Regions from separate parts of the Mus musculus genome. Here region 2 is linked to region 1. The links are chromatin contacts, called in public HiChIP or PLAC-seq maps. All regions are on one chromosome and are shown on one strand. Each heading gives the region's core, a stretch centred on a gene start, on an enhancer-like site or on the middle of the called end of the contact. The rest is flanking DNA. Distances are from core to core; before and after follow the strand shown.

Region 1 (3,997 bases), core at 1,035-3,534:
TAGTCAAAGCACAGGCCATTTAAGTGGAGAACTCTTCATAAATAATAAATCTGTGGATAGGTGAGTTTGAAAGACAGGAACTTCCCTGTAAAATGTCTCCTTTTAGATGGATAACCCTCAAGTTGCAAACTTCATGAATAGTTAAGAAACGTAGTAGCACCAGCTGTGAGTTCCATCGGCTTCTTCTATCATTTCAGTTCATTGTTGGTTTCTGCATCCTCTGACCTACTAATCTGAAAAAGCAGTCGTCTACATGCAGTTTTAGTACACACAAAGCCCTGGGGCTACAGAACCAAGACCTGATCTCAGGGATGATGAGAATGGAAAGACTGTGGGTTGAAAGGATCTCTCGCTCTCTCCCTCTCTCCCCCTCTCCCTCTCTCCCCCTCTCCCTCTCTCTCTCTCTCCCTCTCTCCCTCTCTTCCTCTCTCCCTCTATCACTGTATACATCTGTTTGTATATGGATACCAGATGCAAATTCTAGGTGCTTTCCTCCATTTCTTCACATAATTGTTATTGTTATTATGTGAGACAGAATTGAGCATGGAGCTCACTAACTGACTGGCCAGTGAGCTTTGGAGATCTGCCTGTCTCCATCTTCCCTCAGAGCTGGTGCGATAGACACTACTATGGTGCCCAGCTTTAACATGGAGCTAGAGATCTAAACTTGGGTCTTCATGCTTCCAATGCAAGCACCTTATCAACTGAGACATCTACCTGGCCCTTCAAATTGTTCCAAGAAATCACTGAGATGTTGTGAAAACCTTATGCATGCTGCAGATGTGTTCTATATAAGGAAGGTACCATTATTTACTAAATCTATCTCTTGCATTATTTATTAAACCCTATCTCTCCCCAATTTAAAAACAAAACAAAACTGAGACCATTAGACTCTGGCCATTTCAGCATGCCTGTTTAATCATAAAGGAGCCTGAGCTAGCCAGCATAAATTCAGACACAGACGATACTGCCTGTTTATTTCACCTACTTAGCTAAAATGCATTTACTGTGAGTCGATATGACCTCATGACCTCAGATCCCTTCCTCTCATCTTCATAGAGTGACAGTGCTAATGGCATCTAGGCTTATACACAATTACAGTACACTAGCTGTAGTTTCAGGAGCTCTTACAGTGAGAAGGAGATCAAGTCAGACCAGAGAAGAAGGGAAGGGTTCCAGAGGTAAACCAGAATAATGCGGTGTTCAAAACCAATTTTGGATATGAGAGGAGAGAGAGAGAGAGAGAGAGAGAGAGAGAGAGAGAGAGAGAGAGAGAGAGAGAGAATAGGAAGTCAGAACATTGGACTGAATGAAGCTGGAGGTTGGGTATAAGCCCCAGAACATAACCACTACAACCACATATAACATGCTAGTGTAGAACAGAACCCTTGCCACTTCTGTCCCACTGCTGTCACTCCAGTCCTCAGAAGGATGGGAAATACATAATACTTCTTCCCAGGTCACCATCCTCCTTCTCGTACTGTGGAGAAAGGCTTGTCTTGTTTGTGAAGCCAGGTCTGAGATGCAAGGGGAGCTAGTACAGTATTAGCCATTCTCAACTTCCAGAGTGGTGGGTGGTTCTGGCTTATGGGTCATGGGGTTTGTGAAAGACAACAAAAAGGCTTCATTTGTTGTTTTTGCTTGATGCACAAAATGGTTGACTCCTACCAAGACTCTGCATTCAACACAGATAAAGACAGAGGCACGGACTTTATGAAGGCCAGATTCCTGATCCAGCATCATGTTCTTTTCGTCCTTGTACTTTATTACTTAAGAGACATCCCCACTTACAAATTTCCTAGATCATTCCTCACAGATGGTGAACCCCCCCACCAACCATGTCCCATCTCAAATTGGTGTAATAGTTCTTATCACCGCCACTAAGTCCCTGTACAACATCTGTACCATGCCCACCTTTGCCTTATTGCCAGATATCCTCCTTTCAGCTGGCTCATGCTGGATCCCTGCCCACAAAACCCCATTCATCCTCTTTTCTAGTGTGTTTGTATTTCTACTATGGAGGCCACAAATGAAATAGAGACTGGCTCCACATTCTTTCTTCTTCTCTTTATTCAACATCATTATCTGCCTTAGCACTTACCACATCCAATGTAAATGTAAATGTTTATCTTTTTGTCTATTGTCTGTCTGTCTGTCCAGCTAGAATATTATCTCATTGAGGGAAGGAATTTTGTTTTGTCTCTAGTGCCTGGAACCAAGCCTGTTTGGGAAACAGCAGGCATTCAGTAAACACTTGTTGGAAGCACTGGAGATTTGTTAGGTTTCATTCCTTTGTTTTGCAGGCAACTTGTTATCATTGTTAAACAAAGTCCCTGATGTGTTACAGCTCCAAGAGGAAAGGTGTCCTGGTAGTCCAGAGCCAAGGAATACCACAAAGTCACACCACACAACAGTCCTCACACAAGAGATTTATTAGAAGGGAGGGGAACCCAGGAGGGTGGCTGCATCTGCTTGAGGGAGAGGCAGCAGGAACTGAGCAGAAGAGATGGTTTATATAGTGCTTCTTGGGAGAAGTGGGGAGGAGCTTTTTAGGGCGGAGATTGGTGGGATTTCAAATCCCAGGCATGGGGAAAGCTCAGGGATTGGTGGGATTTCAAGTCCTGAGCTTGGACTTTATACTCTTTGGGGCAGGGGCTGGTTCTGGCCACTAGGGCAGTTAGTGTTCTGTGGGTAGGAACCTGGCAGTTGGAGTTCCTCAGAGGTGGGACTTGTGTGCCTTGAGGGGCTTGCACCTGTTCCAGAGGGGATTCTTGTATAGATGCATTTTCATCCATACAGGGCTTTTAGTAAAACAGTCTGTACAGTCTACATACATCATATTTGCGTGTGCGTGTGCATATGCATATTTGTAGTGAGAAGAAATACACATGTATGGTAGGTTGTCATTGCTATACTTACTACACAGTTACAGTGACTTATTTTTTCCATATCACTTAACTTGTTGGTTATTCACACCAACGCAAGAGGCAACTGTGGACTCCCTTTGTGAACCCTCATGACATACAAGTGGCCAGGCCCTTAGAGGAACTCCTATGGCTAGACCCTACCCCAAGACTTCCCAAAGAGCAGTTTTCTAATGGCTGGAGAGTGGCCAGGTCTAGCCATACAAGTAAAAAAAAAAAAAAAAAAAAAAAAACACCAATCCCTGAGCTTGGCCCAAAGAAGATCAGGCTACATAATTTGTCCAATCTCAGACCACCCTAGAAATCCTCCCCCCAGGAAATCCTATATAAAGCCTGCATTCTACCCAGTTCTCTGCTGCTTCTCTCCTGAGCAGTGGCAGCCCCTCCTCCTGGGTTTTTCCCTCCCAACAAGTCTCTTGTGTGAGGTTTGTTGTGCTATGTGACTTTGTGGTCTCCTTGGCTCCCGACTGTCAGGATACCTTTCTGAGCAGAGCTGTAACACTTTCATAGGGGAAACTTCCCTTGGCCTGAGCAGAGCTGTTCTACCTGAATTGGGGAAACTTTCCCAGGAGCTGGAGCAGAACTTCTGTAGGAGAAGCTTTTCCCTTCAGAGCCGAGGACACTTACCACATGGCTTGACTTGAAGATACCAAGAATTCAGCTGTATGTGCAAGGGTCTCACTAAAGAAACCACTGAAACCGTTTCTCCATAGTTAATTGGGAAGTTTTTTTAATGTGTAAGAGAAAAAAAATCCAGAGGCACCTGGAAGAGTCCAGAGCAAAGAGAAGAGCAGACTGGACATGGCCAGGACTGTCTGTGAGAGAAAGTAGTGGGGATGGGGACGGAGCAGGCAGATAAAAACCTTGAGAGAGGATTTGGTTCAGCCTGGGGTAGCATAGTGCAAGGGGAGTGGGGTAAGGGAGAAGAGTCAGGAGGCTACCTGTCGGGGATTTGAAATATATAACGGGTACTTGTGAATAGGGACTGAGAGAACATGGGGGACAACATGGGTTCTGATATGAAGCCACAGGTATAGGTTGGTGGAGAGCCATATATCTCTTCTGCTAGAGGC
Region 2 (4,007 bases), core at 11-2,510, 110 kb before region 1:
AAAAACTCTCAACGGTGGTAATTCATACTCAGATCGCCTCTAGGGAATTATTGATGCTGGCAGCACAGTCCTCTTGACACAAGAGTCTTTTATGCAGGCTACTAATGAGAGGTTGTCCTTGATACCACTTGGTCTCCCTGGCAACATGGCTCTACCGTCACAGTTTAGAAGAGGCAAGCATCCCAAACCCATTGTCCTTTCAAGGAGAAATTCTCTGTCCGTTACCTTGGTATGACATTCTATAGCCCACATGGTGATGTTGTTCAGGGCTCTGCAGAAGGATGGATGGGTGGGCTGATATAAATCACAAACTGGTCAGATTTGTCGATCCAAAGCAATGCTTTTAGATGATATTTTCTGGGGTGAATGTATTGCTTAGATTATTTAACACTTAAAAATACTCCTACTTTCCAGAAATCATCATTTCTTTTTTCCTCTTGATGCTTGGCTTGTTCTCTTTCATATCAAAAGCCTTTCATCCTTTGTCCTATGCTTTGTGTCACTCATAAATTTAAATTTTCACGTCTTAAATTCTTTTCCTTCTATTTTACAATTAATTAATTAATTAATTAATTAATTAATGTTGCACCCAGATAAGAGGGTCTCTACATCTGTTTAATTCAGCTGTTGTGTGGAACCTCTTAGAGGACAGTTATGCTAGGATCTTGTCTACCAGCATAACAGTATTATTAATAGTGTCAGGGATTGGTTCTTGTCCATGGGATGAGTCTCAAGTTGCGCCAGTCATTGGTTGAGGCTCTGTGACATCTTTGCCCCTGCACATCTTGTAGGCAGGACACATTTTAGGTAGAAGGTTCTGTGGGTGGGTTGGTGTCCTTATCCCTCCACTGGGAGTCCTGCCTGGCTACAGGAGGTGCCCACCTCAGGCTCCATATCCCCCACTGCTAGGAGTCTCAGCTACAATCAGATAGACTCTCTGGAGCCTCTCCCATCCCAGATCTCTGGTACGTCTTAGAGATGCCTCTCCCCTTTTCCTTCTTTCTAATTATTACTTTCATTATGTTACTAAAAACCCAAGATACTGCATGAGAATCTGTGTTCTTATAGATATACCTTATTGTAGATGCAGTGGATCTGAAGTCTTAAATTCTTATTTCACTTGATTAGAGATTAGTGCTTCTGAGGTTAAAACAACCTACCTCTGGCTTGTTAGAGCCCAGGACCACTGTGTGATTTTGAGTCCTAGTGTCAGGATATCTAATCATGATTCAGAAGCAAACAATGTGTTGTGGATAATGTTCATGCTTGTTTGGAAAGACATTCCAGACATTCCACTTTTGTTGGGCTCCAAGCTCACTTGTTGGCTTCATGTCTGACAATCTTGTTTTTTGATTTTTTTTTTTTTTTTTTTTTTTTTTTTTTTTTTTGGTTTTTGAGACAGGGTTTCTCTGTGTAGTCCTGGCTGTCCTGGAACGCACTCTGTAGACCAGGCTGGCCTTGAACTCAGAAATCCGCCTGCCTCTGCCTCCCGAGTGCTGGGATTAAAGGCATGCGCCACCACCACCCGTCTTGTTTTTTTATTTTCCCCAGACTTCTAGCTTGCTTTCAAAGGCAACACAGTAGATTATGCCAAGAGGAGTAGGTTAAATGTATATGTTAGCAATGCTTTAACCTTTATAGTCTTAGTTTGACTTAGAAAAACATATTTTTATACAAGAGGGCACTGAAGCTTAAAAGGAAAATGTGGCATCATAAACTTTAACTCAGAACTATGCAATGTTGAAGTGAACTGTTGTGAGGAGTGGGTGTGGCAGCAGTCCCAAGATGGCGCCCAGGACTGCAGCTAAGTCTTATGACTTGCACCTGACTTCCTCATACACCTGAAAATAAGCCACGACCATCTCTTAAATTTTCACATCTTAAATTCTTTTCCTTCTATTTTACAATTAATTAATTAATTAATTAATTAATTAATTAATTGATGTTGCACCCAGATAAGAGGGTCTCTACATCTGTTTAATTCAGCTATTTAAAGAGAGCTGCGCAGGTGCACCATGATGCTGGCAGTGTAAACAAGTCCATATTTAGTGGAGATGTGCCCCTGCCGCCCTGATTGGCTGAAGCTGTGTGCCTGGTGAGGTGGCGTGGCCTGCCGTGAGTGGATGGGGAGCTGAGAGGATATAAGCAGACTTCCCTGGGTTCCCGGGGTGCCCGGGGTCCCCGTAGCAGGCGTTCTTGCAATAAAGGCTGTTGAGAAGAATCCAACCGTGTTGTGTCTTCCTTGCCGGCCGAGGTGGGCACAACAAACTATTATTTGTAATGCTTGCTAGTCCTCTGTCTCTGTCTCTGTCTCTCTCATACTGGGGTCTGGATCATGCTAGGACAGTGCTCTTAAAGTTTTAAAAATTGATATAGCATTTTACTAGTTAGCCTAGGCTGGTTTTGAACTAGCTATGTAGCCCATCCAAGGTTTAAATTTGAGCCCCCTGCCTCCCAAGTAGCTAAATTACTAGTGTCCATCATCAAGATTGGTTAGAATTCTTATTTAAATATTTTTTAAACTTTTATTTATTTTTTTTTTTGAAATTTGACTTTTGCCTTAACTCAAGCATTCTGAGGGCCAGGCTGTGTGTAATAACCACACTACATGGAGGAAGTGAATTCCACAGACCCTAGACTGAATATGAATAAAATGGAACAATGTGTTTTCTACCATGTGTCAAATCTGCTCAACTGTCCCACAAGCTTTGTTACAAATTCTCAGGAGTTTTACAAAGTTAGGTTTTACAAATGCATATTCATACGTATCTGGTTTATTCTGTTATACTTTGGTATTTACCAAATAGAAACATCGTTATGTATAACCAAAGACTATACTACATCCCATTTCATGCTATAATTCTGTAGGAAATCTCAAAGCTGTTAAACAAGTAGATGACTTATATATCCTTAATGTAGAGTATTGAGACAATGTGAGACAGGTAGAATGGACCACAAATGTTCCCCTTTGTCATCTTTCCTGTGGGTCTCACACTCATCTCTGAGATGACGTTAACATAGTAATCACTCTGGGCTGTGAGTTTGTACAGATGCCCACATTTACTATATTTATTTACTCATTTACTTGAAAGAGTGTGTTTCTCAGTCTATTTTGTTTTTTTGTTGTTGTTGTTTTTTTGTTTTTTTTTTTTGTTTTGTTTTTTTTTGTTTTTTTTTGGTTTTGTCGAGACAGGGTTCCTCTGTATAGCCCTGGCTGTCCTGGAACTCACTTTGTAGACCAGGCTGGCCTCGAACTCAGAAATCCGCCTGCCCCTGCCTCCTGAGTGCTGGGATTAAAGGCATGTGCCACCATGCCCGGCATCTCAGTCTATTTTGTGTTGCTCTAAGAATGCTCTTTCTGCTCCTAGGGGAGTTGCAGTTGTAGCAGCTGTGTCACAAGTGTGTCAGTAGGTGGCAGGTGTGGCAGCTGTGTCAGAAGTGTGTCAAGAGGAGAAATGGTGTGTCTATGCTCAGTGTTCTGACCTGTGAACATCTGAATGAATAGTGACCTACCATTCCCTGAACGAAGCAAGCCTGAGATGACCACCAGTGCATTGCAGGTCTGGGGCTGAGAACAGACCGTGCACAAGATGAATCCTGCCCAGTGTCATAATGCAGGTGTGGGGCATAGCACTCCTGAGACCACTCCTGAGTCGACCCCAGATACACAGAGACCCTGGAGAGCAACTAAGTGAAGCACATAAGTGGTGAAGAAATGGAAGAGAAAGAGAAACAGAAGGATGTGGGAACAATGGAGAGAGGCAGAACTGGACACTTGAGGGTGTTGAGGAACATCCTGATGTAAGTAGCCAGTGACGCCACCTAAGAACATGAGTTCCTGGCTTGTACTGCTACCAAGGGCTGTGGCTGGGTCCATGGCTCTACAGCGGCAAGGGTATGTTATCACCAAAGACCAGGTATCAGTCTCTGGTCTGGGCTGCCATCTGGGGATGTATTGATGTCTGGGGGCTGGACAGAACTGGCCACACCCCTCTCGTGGGCATCCT

Evidence for each region. HiChIP or PLAC-seq counts read pairs in DNA pulled down with a chosen protein or histone mark.
Region 2: a contact with region 1 is called in an H3K27ac HiChIP or PLAC-seq map of extraembryonic endoderm stem cells, with 2.6 times the contacts expected there. The contact joins two enhancer-like sites. A contact is called at or near these places in 2 of 39 promoter capture datasets (both in embryonic stem cells), 2 of 484 Hi-C or Micro-C datasets (embryonic stem cells and nephron progenitors) and 3 of 115 datasets of contacts at active chromatin or transcription factors (embryonic stem cells, extraembryonic endoderm stem cells and neural progenitor cells).

What each region holds. Positions count from the first base shown.
Region 1 is chr8:60,699,453-60,703,449 of GRCm38.p6, reverse strand. No RefSeq gene overlaps it. Among named protein-coding and RNA genes, the nearest start is that of Gm45650, 18 kb to the left of the region's middle. Within about 2 kb of position 2,284, at least 5 of the 459 cell types and tissues checked have an H3K27ac peak or open chromatin away from gene starts, as enhancers often do. A contact at or near this core is called in extraembryonic endoderm stem cells, where this site is marked.
Region 2 is chr8:60,807,249-60,811,255 of GRCm38.p6, reverse strand. It overlaps the pseudogene Gm23329. Among named protein-coding and RNA genes, the nearest start is that of Hpf1, 81 kb to the left of the region's middle. Within about 2 kb of position 1,260, at least 3 of the 459 cell types and tissues checked have an H3K27ac peak or open chromatin away from gene starts, as enhancers often do. A contact at or near this core is called in extraembryonic endoderm stem cells, where this site is marked.